3 separate regions of the Mus musculus genome follow, and regions 1 and 3 are each linked to region 2. The links are chromatin contacts, called in public HiChIP or PLAC-seq and promoter capture Hi-C maps. All regions are on one chromosome and are shown on one strand. Each heading gives the region's core, a stretch centred on a gene start, on an enhancer-like site or on the middle of the called end of the contact. The rest is flanking DNA. Distances are from core to core; before and after follow the strand shown. Region 1 has its middle 5.1 kb from the start of Gm33486. Region 2 holds the start of Magee2 (melanoma antigen, family E, 2). Region 3 holds the start of Zdhhc15 (zinc finger, DHHC domain containing 15).

Region 1 (3,946 bases), core at 1,073-3,572, 140 kb before region 2:
CTTTTGGTGGCAATATGAGTGTCATCCTACCAGGTGAATCAGTTTTATTACTGGAGATACCCGGCTATTTCCTTAGATAATTACTCCCATCTCTGCTCCCAGGCTCTCTTAATATATGAAATTATTAGAATTAGACTTTGTAAAATTAGAGAAAGTTCTATTTGTGCCTGAAGACCAGAATCACTTTTCCAGTGGGTATCCAAACTAAAATTTTTACTTAATGTCCTTCGTTTTTAAGTACTTGGAAAATCTGAACTGAATAGTTGCTTCTCAAAATATCTTCAACACTTAGACATGGAGAGGGATCTAGGAATCATCTAACGCTTCCTATATTCAAGTTTCTAGCCATGGCACACCTAGAATCTACTAAACGCCTAACACTTTTCTCCTATCGCCTCTCTAATATTCTTGCTGTCTAGCCAATGAGAAGCTGAGGACTATGTCTCATGGAATAGTCCTAAGGAAGTTCCTGTGAAAAGGTCAGGGTGTCCCATGGGATCTGACCTCTCTGCATCAAAGCTGCAAGGATTTAAGGCTTGCTCCTCTTAATAACTTTAAATGTTATTTCTGTACTGGCGTCTTTTCCTAGTCTTTCCCAAGAAATATGACAAAGTGAATGGTGGAATTAAAGAGAAGTGTCTGATTGCCATTCAAAAGGTAAAGTAAATGCAGAATTGGTCTTGCCATGAAGAAACGGTTGGGCAGATAAACCTTTTTAGGCAGTCTCATTACTTGTGCGTTTGATACATATACTACATTCAGAGTGTGTTAGTTGGAGTTTTCTTTACCATAATGTAGTACCTCACAGAACAACTTAAAAGAAGGAAGAATTTATTTTGACTCACAGGTTTTGTTGTTATTTTTAAATTAAATTTAATTCTATGTATAGGAGTGTTTTGCCCTCACGTATGTCTGTACAACATGAGTATGTGTGCGAAAGGCCAGAATAGGGAGCTTCAGGTGGTAGTGCACCACTGTGTAGATGCTGGGAATTGAACCTGGGTCCTTCAGAAGAGCAGCGAGTTTTCCTAGCCACTGACTGAGCCATCTCTTTGACTCCTTGGCTTACCACTTTCCAGGCTTTCAGCCCTTTCATGGAAGGGAATATGTAGTCACACCAAGGCAGTCAGGAAGCCAAGAGAACATGTCTGTGCTCTGGGCTTTCTCTTTTTCTTCTTTTATTCCACCTGATCCCAGTCTGCACCCCACATTCAGGTTAGGAAGCTCAATTTCACTGTTGTAATTATTTTCCCTTCTACCTCCTCCCTTAATTAATCCTATTTGGAAACAGCCTCAAAGGTATACCCAGAGGTGCACTTTACTAGTCTCCTTGGACTTTACCTATCCAACAGACAAAATGAACCATCACACAAGAGGGTGATGCTTCCTTCCTCTTTGAGAATTGTGGACACTCAGAGCATAATCTGTATTCTGATAATTACAATATGGTATTAAGGTATTGCTGACATTTTATGTAAATCTCTGTATAAAAATTTCCAAATATAAAATATCAAATCATATCATATGTAGGTTTTCTAATCACTCTAAGTTAAAATTAAATAACATTAAAGGTGTTTATAATATACTCTGGATATATTTATTATTCTCTCATTACTGTTTTTTCAACTGTATTATTTAAATAGTTTTTGTGTGCTTGAATTTAACTTCACTTAAATGCATTTTTTTTAATGGATGGACAGAATTCTATCCCTCGCAAATTCATAAGGTGAAGTCCTATCCCCCATCAACTCAGAATATGATTGAGTCATGTGGATGGCCCAAATTCTGTAAGACCTGTGTCCTTACAAGAGAATATTAAGACACACACGCATATATATGTGTGTGTTCATAGAGAATACCCCATATGATGGCACAGCGGGATTATGGCCATCTGCATGTGTGGAGAGAGGTCTCAGAAAAAACTAAAGTGACCAACACCTGAATCCCAGCATCTGCCTCCCCTTTTTGAAAGCTGATAATTTTTTGCTGTTAACTCACCCATCATGATGTTTTTGTTATGACAGAGAAGTAAGCTAGAACACTTTTCAAATTCACATATGCTACTTGCATAGTAACATGGCCAATTTTCTTGGTATTATTTAATTTTAGCATGTGAGCTATCAAAGTCCACAAGAATTCTACTTTGTTTTCATTGGAAGCTATGCCCTTCATATAAAACTCCATAGGTTATCTTCAGGAACCCCTTTCTCCTGTTAGTAGACTGTGGAAGATGTAAGAAATTGTGGCAAAATGGAGAGAGGTCCCATCCTACCCTCATCTCCGCAACTGTTCAAGCAGAGAATGCAGCTTGTTTCTCTCTAGTCACGCTGAAAAACCACTTCCTGGGAACTGGCGATACTGGGTGAGAAGACAGAGAAGGTTGGTCATTAATGTGCTGGCTTGGGTCACTACGAAGTCTTTCAAGCCCCTCTGCACCCGGAGGTCATTTTCCTTCTTGGTAGTGCCGCTGTTTTCATAATTGCTTCCTTCTTTGACCTTTTCCTCTAATAAACTGAATTTGGAGTTAGACTCCTCAGTGTGTCCCCTTCAGGGTCCTAGGTTTTTTCTTGTTTACCCAGTGCACATGAAAATGTTATAAAATAACACTCAAACAGAATGTGAAAGGAATAAGATTTTTAGTTAGAAAAGTAGAACACCAGATAGTGATAACTCAAGAGGCTTTTAGCCTCAGGTCTCTAATTATTTTTCTGGTCTCTGTTAGGTTTTTCTTTTTTCTTTTTAGTACTGGCAAAACAGAGTCTGTTTCTGTAATCCCCATCCACAACATTCATCTGCATTACGAAGAAATTACATAAAATATGTGAACACAGGAAAAAAAACCAGTTTATTTAGTTTTTACCAAATCTAGTGATAGCCATTTCTGTTGGATCTCAGCCTTTCCCATAGGACTGCTACAATTTACAGGTGTAATGAAACAAAAGCCAGAAAAAACGCCTGTGTAGCTGTAGTATCCTTATTGGACCTAGGAAACCAGCCTTTCTCCCAGCTCGGGGAGTCAAATGTTCTAGGGCTAGAGCATTCAGAAGGGGTTTTAAAGGCATCATAATATAATTTAGACTTTTGCTGGGTGATTTTTTTTAAAACAAGACTCTGGATTGGGTGCTATAAAGAAGCAGAGATTAATGGATGGTTATATATGTTAATATATCTTATAGAGAGAGCTGACTAGTCTGGGGCTGAAGTTGAATTGTAATTGGTAAAGAATAAGAATCATTCATCTATTAACTGAGGGAAGGAGTTTTAGTATTTCATAGGTTACAACATTTCCTTGTATTTCCTTGTGGTTAGGCAAATTTACAGAGCAGTCTTGTCCTCACATTCTTTTTTCAAAAAGGCCTTATCTGGTGCTGATATTTTAGGAGCTACTTTATGTCTGCTAGAGAGTAACTCGGCCTTGCTATGAGCACTAGGAAAGCTTTCAACAGCTGTCAGGCCAATGTTTGATTATTAGGGACTGATTTTTCTTACTCATGTTTAAACCAGTACAATAACAACATCAAAAAGCAATGCAATTTTAGAATGGGGCACAGAAGCAAATAGAGTTCTCAGAAAATGAAATACAAATGACTGAGAAGATTTAAAAAATGGTCAGCACCTTTAGAAACACTTAAAAATGCTCAACATCTTTAGAAACACTTAAAAATGTTCAATCACTTTAGGCATCAGGAAGATGCAAATTAAAACAACATTGACATTTCAGCTTACCCCAGTCAGAATGGCTAAGATCCAAAAAAGAAAGAAAAAGACTATAAATGTTGAAGTAGATGTGAAAGGGGGGCACTTACTGCTTGTGGGAGCATGAACTGGTGGAGCCACTATGTAATCAGCTGTAGGTTCCTCACAAAGCAAAACTTAGATCTACCATATGATCCAGCTATGCCCTTCTTGGGTGAATACCCAAAGGACTTTGTTTCCTACTCTAGAG
Region 2 (4,359 bases), core at 412-2,911:
TGAGAAACACCAATCTAAGACAAAGAACACATTACCTTCTGGAGACTGGGAAAACTCGAGTAAAAGATCCTTCCAAACTGACCCAAGTTGTACAGTTGCAGCAGCTAAGAGGGCACTGGTTTTCACAAGACTCTCCTAAGGCATGATCAACAGATCAGCACACAGCACACATTCTGTCTTATAGAACATGAATACACATTTGTGTAGTAAACACAAGTCCCTTTTGCCCAGTTTGGGCAAAATACTTGATCCTGTATCTCCTACTTTTCTATTATAGTAGAGTGTACATTTTAAAAAGAAAGATGTGGAAAATGTCATGGGTGCATGTCAGTGAGTGGCCTCTGAAGGAATTTCAGGGCAGTGGATCACTGAATGTAAAACAGTAACCATTACCATCAAGAATGTGGAAGGACTTCAAATGTGGCTGCAGATGACAATCTGACATATTTTTTCTTCCTTCCTTCCTTTCATTGAATTCCTGGATTACAACTGAGCTTTTAGCCTAACTACTGTGGCAGCACTCCAAGAAAATAGAGCAACCCAACTTTCTTCCTGGCCAGAGTGTTTGGACTATGGGTCAGTCCTCAAATACACATGTACAAACCTACTCTTGTGTGCAGCCCTAAACAGTTCTGACATACAGGGAAAAAGCCAGTCCTTCCTGTTTAGCCACCTCTGTCCTTGTCTCCCACCCATACTCTAGCCGACATGGATAACTGGCAGTTACACACCCTCATACTTTATTCTCATACTTCTGGACCTTTCTTGATGTTACCAAACGCTACAACACCCTTGCAAAGCATGAACTCTTCCCATTCCTCTGATCACTTAGAGCTCAGCTCCTCTGACTCTTTTTCAGCAACTACCTCCAATCCAAGACACTTCAGACAAAACTGACATTCACTACTTCTGTGTTTGTGCTATATGTAAATTGACTTGTGCTGGTTTCCATCAATTTTATCTGAGACGCGTTTATAAAATAGAACTAAGAACTCCTTGAAAGTCAGATGGTGTGATAGAAAAGTGCTTATGTTCTGGGCTCTGATAAAAGGATTCAAGCCGGATCTCTTTCCCTTGTAGCTGCCCGAGTTTTTACAGTCAAACTCACCTCCCTGTGCCAGTTTTCTCATCTTTAAGATGAACACCATTTAGACTAGTTAAGACTCAGTGATTTTAATATGAGAAAAGTGAAACACTAGGTCTGTTACCTAGTAAGGGCTAGATAAAGGGTTGGCGCGCATCACCACTGGTTGAAGGAACCCTAGAATGCATGGTCTGCAAGCTCCATATGGGAAGGAATAATCAATTTGTCCTCACAGCAATCAGTGATGCATCTCACAAATACAAAGCAGTGTGCCTGAAATGGGCATAGTCTCAAGAAATAATCTGTTTAGTTGGCGGAGGCCTTAATGACTCTACAATTATCATAAATACCGCCCCCATCCTCTATTAAGCCTTACCAAGGTGCTTAATACCTCGCAGAAAAACTAGAAAAACGTTCCCTTCCTCTAATTCTTCTACTTCATCTCCGTTGTTCCTTTGTGCGAATTTGATTCCCTAATAAGTTCGAACCCCACAGCAAGCCTGGCCTTTCAGTCAGTAGTGGGAGGGGGCGGGAGAGGAAGCCTGAGCGGGGCGTGGTCACCACATTGCAGAGCTTGAGTGCGCCTGCGTAGGATGCGGCAAAGCTAGGTGCTCTTAGGCTTTCCTTCATTGCTGGCTACTGCTTTTGTAAAAGGATCGCCTGTCTCGCCAGCTCTCACTTTCGAACCGCACAGCTCCTGAGTATCAGGCTTCGGCTCTGAGCTGAGCTGCCAACACACCTCAGATCCTCCCTGCGACGGATCGCTGACCTCCGCGTTCGCGTTCCTGTCTCCTGGAACCATGTCTCTGGTAAGCCAGAATGCGCGCCAAAGCAGCGCAGAGACTACCGCCGATTACAGCAACAGCCAGGGTGAAATGCAGGCTACTAATGCCTCCGGGCCTGCCACCTCCATGCTAGCCCTCGAAGCTCCCCAGGGCCCTGAGATTCCAAACGATCCACAGGGAGCCAGCGCTTCCCAGGCTGTGCGGGACCCGAGTGACATCGAGGTTCTCATCGACGAGCAGTCCCGACGTTTGGGGGCGCTCAGGGTCCACGACCCTCTTGAAGAGAGGTCGGTTGCTTTAGTGAATTTCATGCGCATGAAAAGCCAAAATGAGGGGTCTATCCGACAGTCAGAAATGCTGGAGTTTCTCAAAGAATACTCAGATCAGTTCCCTGAGATACTCAGACGAGCCTCAGCTCATCTGGATCGGGTCTTTGGGTTGAATCTGAGAGTCCTTGATCCTCAGATGGACACTTACAACCTAATCAGCAAACCAGGTCCCCAGACCACTGAACGGCTAGCAGAGACCCTGGACATACCAAAAGCGGGTCTCCTGGCCTTGGTCCTAGGCCATATTCTCTTGAATGGCAACCGGGCAAGAGAGGCCTCCATTTGGGACCTGCTGTTAAAGGTGGATGTGATAGATGGGTCTCAGAGGATCAACAACCAGTTTGGGAACACAAGAAACCTCCTTACTATTGACTTTGTCCATATGCGATTTTTGGAGTACTGGCCAGTATATGGCACTAATCCCCTTGAATTTGAGTTCCTGTGGGGCTCTAGAGCTCACAGTGAAATCACAAAGATGGAAGCCCTGAAGTTTGTAGCAGAGGCCCATGATGAAGAACCCTGGAGCTGGCCAGAAGAATATAACAAAGCTCTGGAAGCTGACAAAGCCAAAGAGAGAAGCCAGGCTGCTGGCTTAGAGTTCTGGTCAGAGGACACTATGAATGATAAAGCAAATGAATTGGTCCAGTTGGCCATTGGTGTCACTGAGGAGTTGCTGCCTATCCATCAGGATGAGCTATTTGCTAATACTGGCAAAGAATTCCAGGATGTGTTCCCAAATATCCTCAGCAGAGCCACTCTAATCCTTGATCTGTTTTATGGGTTCTCTCTGATTGAGGTTGATACCAGTGAGCACATCTACCTCCTTGTCCCCCAACCAGAATCAGAAGAAGAACAAGTAATGCTAGAGAGCCTGGGCAGACCCACCCAAGAATACTTGATGCCAATCCTGGGTTTGATCTTCCTGATGGGCAACCGTGTCAAAGAGGCCAAGATCTGGAACTTACTCCAGAGATTCAGTGTTGATGTAGGGAGGAAACATGCCATCACCTGTAAGCTAATGAGGCAACGCTACCTAGAATGCAGGCCGCTCTCCTACTCGAATCCAGTTGAATACGAGCTGCTCTGGGGTCCTCGGGCTCACCATGAAATCACCAAAATGAAAGCCTTGGAATATATGGCTAGGTTCTATGGAAAACAGCCACAGGACTGGCCAGAGCAATACAGGGAGGCTGTGGAAGATGAGGAGGCCAGGGCCAGGTCTGAGGCAACAGCCATGTTCTTCTTCGGTTCCATCTGACGTTGGACATTTCACTTTAGTTGAGTGACATCTGTTAAAAGGGCATTTGGGAAATGGACACTAGGGTCCTAAATCAAAAGTTGAGAGGGTTGTGGGAAAGAGTACACCTTGTGTTTATTGCATTCCAATTCTAATAGCATTTCTTCCCTTCTAATATCCTCTTTAATTGTCTTCATGATCAGTGTTTATAAGTGAAATTGCTCATTTTCTTTTCCTGTCTTGTTTCAGTATAAGAGTTCAGATAGCTGTATAAAATGTGTTGGTAATATTTACATATTTGAACAACCAGTAAAATAAGCTAAATAACAGTAATAATACACATGTGTGTGCGCGCGAGCACACACACACACACACACACACACACACACACACACACACCCCAAACACAAAGTCATGTGGTTGCTCTCCTTTTGAGTCTATTGTTGTGTTAACAAACTAACAAAAATTAAAGACTGTTACTTCCCTGTATTTAATTTGCGGTTGCACAGTGTAGTAAAAAATAAAAGTATAATGAATTAGATGCCATGCTTATGTGATCATTTATTTAATAAACATTTGTCAGGCACTGTGTGCTCAGAAGAAGGCCACATGCCAGGGCTACGAGGGTAAAGAAGAAGCCTGAGCTGGGGCTCAGAACTTCCCTTTCAAGGAGGAAAGGCATGGCAATGAACCAGTGGGGTGGGGTGGGGCATGCTATCGAAGTCCACAAGTATAACTCCTAACTATGTGATGGGAGGACAGTAGAGAAAGCAATGGCAAAAAAAAGGAAGGTGGGAAAAAATCAGGAGTATGAAGCAGGAGATGGGTGAGGGTATAATCAAGGGAGGTGGTAGGAAGGACAAAGTGGAATGAAAGGCTGGGGACACATTATGCTTTAGTGATATCTCAGGAGTGATACCTGAG
Region 3 (4,140 bases), core at 388-2,887, 190 kb after region 2:
AGCCATTCTTTCATGTCAGAACTTCAGGGCTAAATAACTTATCAGACTATTAAATATTGTAACTAAAATACACTCTGCACTTCATTACATTACTACTTTAGTAACATCAACCTTGATCTTAATCTGAAAAGAAACAATAGTGTTGTTACTTTAGGAACGTTATTGCATGTATAACCATACATTAAAACCACAAGACAATCTTACAAAATCTCTTTTTTAAAAAAATTACATATTTTCTTCATTTACATTTCAAACGCTATCCCTAAAACCCCCTAATTACCCTCCCCCTGCCCTGCTCCCCAACCCACCCACTCCCGCTTCCTGGCTTATAAAACCTCTTGCTCTCACACAGCAGTCACACTGACTGTAAATCAAAACTGGATCTCAGCAAAAGTCTCTTCGTGTACTAGACCTTTGGAAACCATTAGATCAATGAGTATGAAATATACAAACGACCATAATAATAGAACTGTGGTAGGTACTTGTGTCAAAACAACAGCCTGTTGCCTTAAGGAGGACATGAGCTTCTTCGTGACAGTCCCCTGGTTTGCCATTCTTTATTTATACTAATGTTGACTTAATAGAAAGTAACGACTTGCCTCCTGATTGGTCCCCCTGCTCTCAGACCGGCTTCCTTAGTGAAATCCAGCTTACTGTTTTACATTAGTATCACTGTGACTCTATTCCATTGCCCCCCGCCCCCCGACCTTTGCTGACTGTTTTCCATCTGCTCTACATAACTGTGTCCCTGACAAGGCATCCAAGAGCATTCACATCCTTGCTCCAGCCTGTATTTTCAGTCCTCACTCCCATCCTCTTCACATAAACTCTCTTCAAGGTACAGCAGCTGGTCTTGGAACACTTTAGAATTGTCATGTCATGCCTTTTCAAACACGTTTCTGGTCTGAGAGGTCATCAATCCTCTTCTGCCTGAAAAATGCTTTTTTTTTTTTTTTTTTTTGGTTTTTCGAGACAGGGTTTCTCTGTATAGCCCTGGCTGGCCTCACTCTGTAGACCAGGCTGGCCTCAAACTCAGAACTCTGCCTGCCTCTGTCTCCTGAGTGCTGGGATTAAAGGCATGTGACACCACCACGCCCAGCTGAAAAAAAAAAAGTGCTTTTATTAATAAAGCTTAAACCTTTAGAGAGTTCCCTGAGCCCAGAATCATTATGGCCTTCACTTGATTTCTGCACCATTGTGTTTATTCTGAAAATACACTAAGCTAATTCTGCAGGGGGTACAGAGGGTGGAAGGAGTGCCCTGTCAAGGGATGTACCCCAACAGAGACTGCAGCACTACGTGTTAAGCATACTGTTCAAGTAGCAGTGGGAGGATGGAGATGGATGACCTTTAATTCATGAGGTACTACTGTGCTGTGTGCATCTTTTGCACAGTGCCTTTTTGTACTTGTGTGTCTGGGGGTTGGGACAGCAAAGAAAAGGAGATACAGGGGAAGGAAGAGGGGAGAAACCAGAACTGAAGAGAAGGTGGATGCAGTGCAGTAAAGGCAGATGGGCGGACCCACATTTCTTGGGTTTTACATTTGGCGGAGGCCCAGCCCAGCAGGCTCAGAGGAAGTGGTTGGGGGTTGGGGGTTGGGGGTAGGGGGCGAGAGGTGGAAAGGGGGAGGGGCTGCAGTCCCTGTGAGTCCTGCGGCCTGGACTGCTAGGCAACCACCTTCTGCCCCACCTCAGCCGGTTCCTGTAGCTGTGACTCAGGCCAGCGGTGCCAGACGGGGCGCGCTGGGCAGTGCAGCCCCACAGGTGGCAGCGGCTCGAGGACGGTTCCCGCCAGGCTAAGCAGTGGAGCGCCGCACAGCGCGCCTTCCCGCCTCCCAGCCGCCGCCCAAGCAGATCCCGGCCGGCGCCAGCAGGCCTGCTCGGTCGATCTTCGAGCCGAAGATGCGGCGGGGCTGGAAGATGGCTCTGTCTGGGGGGTTGCGGTGCTGCCGCCGGGTACTGTCCTGGGTGCCAGTGCTCGTTATTGTCCTCGTCGTTCTCTGGTCCTACTATGCCTACGTCTTTGAACTCTGCCTGGGTAAGTGGGGCTGGCCACATAAACTGGGGAAATTATGCTCCAGCACAATCGTCTGCCTTATCCTTCATACCGATGTCCCCAGTGAGCTCAGCCCTCACCCTGCGGCTTTTCCCTTCGCGCCCTGAAAAACTCCCAGTTTCCAATCTTGGGCTTCTCACAATATCTCTCATGCGCCGTCCCACGAGGGTCCCACCACGTCGCCATCTCCTCTCCCCTGGGTTTTCTTACTTCCTTGCTCTACCCTCGATAATTCCCTGACTCTTTCTACCAGGACCCCCTTTCCCAGTACAGGGTAACCACTTAAGCTGTACTGCCTGGCAACCACCTTCTGAGCCCACCCTACCAATTGAGGAAGCACCATACTCCATGTCCTTAAAGTGCCTGCTCCACCAAAGCATCCAACTAAGGGCCCCACCATTTCCCCCTCCTACTATGATTCCTTCCATGCTGGGGATTCCCTCTAAGGGATCCCAAAATAATTCCTGTCCTCTTCTATTAGCTCACCTTTTCTCCACTTTGAGATCCATACCTTCTCTCTGCAATCTTCAAACACAAGCTGAGAGGTTTCACATCTCCTCCCCACCCACTTCTGAACCTCTCACATCAGAACATTCTGTTCTCACTTTTTACACAGGGCTAAGCCCTCCGTCCATTCTTTCTCTGAGATCCAAGAGAGCACGCACATGTGTGCACACATGCAACATACACACCACACACACACACACACACACACACACACACACACACAGAGAGAGAGAGAGAGAGAGAGAGAGAGAGAGAGAGAGAGAGAGAGAGGAGTGCTTCATATGTTTGCCTTCTTATGACTCCTCAGTCTGTGTGTTCTACCTCACATTTCACACAATGGTAATAAGGTTTCCCCCCTTCTTTTCCTGTGCGCTTCCCTCATTTTCAGAGCTCCTTTTGTGGTGTGGGGGTTCTATACAACACTCTCTTCTCATATTAGAGCTCTGCACTGTACCACACTGGGTACAGCCTCTTCCCTTCCACTTTGTAAAGCATTCAACTTCTCATTAGAAGGCCTATGTTATTTTCTGACAGTCCCATCCACAATAAATGCATACTCAAATGTTTTCTTTACACTTACAAGAGTCCCCACAATCTTTACCATATCCCACGGAAGAGCCACTACTTGTTTAATCTTTAACTATCTTTACTGAGAAACATTCTTCACCCCCTCCAGTGTTTTCCCACTGTCCCCACATTCTGACACTATCAGTCCCTGGTGCTTGTCATTGTTTCCTCTCAGAATGCACTTGCCCCCTGCTTTCTCAAGCCTGGGAAATCCAGTTCTTTCTTACTGAAGTTTGTCCCTTTGGCCCTTTCTCATGGGAATATACTTTTGTTGTTTTCTCTTCCTAGACCACCCCTTTAGTGATGCTGGACTTTCCTTATGCCCTGTCCTACCACACCAGGGATTACTCTAGTCTCTCCTTATTTACAACCTGGTTCCTATCATGTACCTTGTGCTTTCAAACTCAGAATTCTCCAGTCTTTCACAGCACAAAAAACAAGATCTTTTTCTTGTATTTACCCACATACACTTAGATTTTCATATGTTTCCAGTCCTCTCTCTATTACATATGGCCTTCTAACATTCTCATAAACTCAAATTAGTTTTCATGACATACACTGTCTCCTCTCAACAGAAATTTCTCATGGTCCATTGAAGAATCCCCATATCTTTTCATGTGAGATCCTATTAAGACCTATTATCACTTCAATACTGAAGTCCTATTACCAGCCCCTTATACTTGTGGCCTGCAGTCTCCCTGTTCATTCAAAGTGGAGTTCATCAAACATCCCCTCAAAGCTGCCTTCCTATGCTTCATTTATTTCCTCATATCATAACTCTCACCTCAAATATTACTGCTTGAGTGCTACTTTTCAGTCCCAGGAACCAACTACACTTATAACCCCTTTCTCTTACGTATTTGAAAAAATACTATACTCTATCCCTACACAAATTTGGGTCAAGTAAAGTAAGTGTGTTTTTCCGATATAAGAATTCCTTCTAGTCAACTCTATAGATCAAGATGTGGCTTTTTTTTTTCCTGGCCTTCTTCTTAAGGACGTTATGGGAAA

Evidence for each region. HiChIP or PLAC-seq counts read pairs in DNA pulled down with a chosen protein or histone mark. Capture Hi-C pulls out chosen DNA fragments and counts their contacts.
Region 1: a contact with region 2 is called in a RAD21 HiChIP or PLAC-seq map of pro-B cells, with 4 times the contacts expected there. The contact joins the enhancer-like site here to the promoter of Magee2 in region 2. A contact is called at or near these places in 5 of 39 promoter capture datasets (embryonic stem cells, hippocampal neurons, liver and 2 more), 1 of 15 datasets of contacts at CTCF or cohesin (pro-B cells), 1 of 484 Hi-C or Micro-C datasets (gonadal supporting cells), 3 of 115 datasets of contacts at active chromatin or transcription factors (embryonic stem cells and stem cell-derived neural progenitor cells) and 1 of 9 other capture datasets (embryonic stem cells).
Region 3: a contact with region 2 is called in a promoter capture Hi-C map of pancreatic islet. The contact joins the promoter of Zdhhc15 here to the promoter of Magee2 in region 2. A contact is called at or near these places in 1 of 39 promoter capture datasets (hippocampal neurons), 1 of 484 Hi-C or Micro-C datasets (forebrain), 2 of 115 datasets of contacts at active chromatin or transcription factors (embryonic stem cells and stem cell-derived neural progenitor cells) and 2 of 9 other capture datasets (adipose tissue and pancreatic islet).

Annotation. Positions count from the first base shown.
Region 1 is chrX:104,996,822-105,000,767 of GRCm38.p6, reverse strand. No RefSeq gene overlaps it. Among named protein-coding and RNA genes, the nearest start is that of Gm33486, 5.1 kb to the left of the region's middle. Within about 2 kb of position 2,322, at least 3 of the 459 cell types and tissues checked have an H3K27ac peak or open chromatin away from gene starts, as enhancers often do. A contact at or near this core is called in pre-B cells and pro-B cells, where this site is marked.
Region 2 is chrX:104,854,569-104,858,927 of GRCm38.p6, reverse strand. Magee2 (melanoma antigen, family E, 2) reads left to right here and starts at 1,661. Exons shown (of 1, transcript NM_053206.2): 1 at 1,661-3,976. The coding sequence starts at 1,885. The coding sequence ends at 3,456.
Region 3 is chrX:104,668,561-104,672,700 of GRCm38.p6, reverse strand. Zdhhc15 (zinc finger, DHHC domain containing 15) reads left to right here and starts at 1,637. Exons shown (of 12, transcript NM_175358.4): 1 at 1,637-2,037. The coding sequence starts at 1,902. It overlaps Gm39530 (a long non-coding RNA gene), which reads right to left and starts at 2,881. Exons shown (of 3, transcript XR_003953044.1): 1 at 2,542-2,881.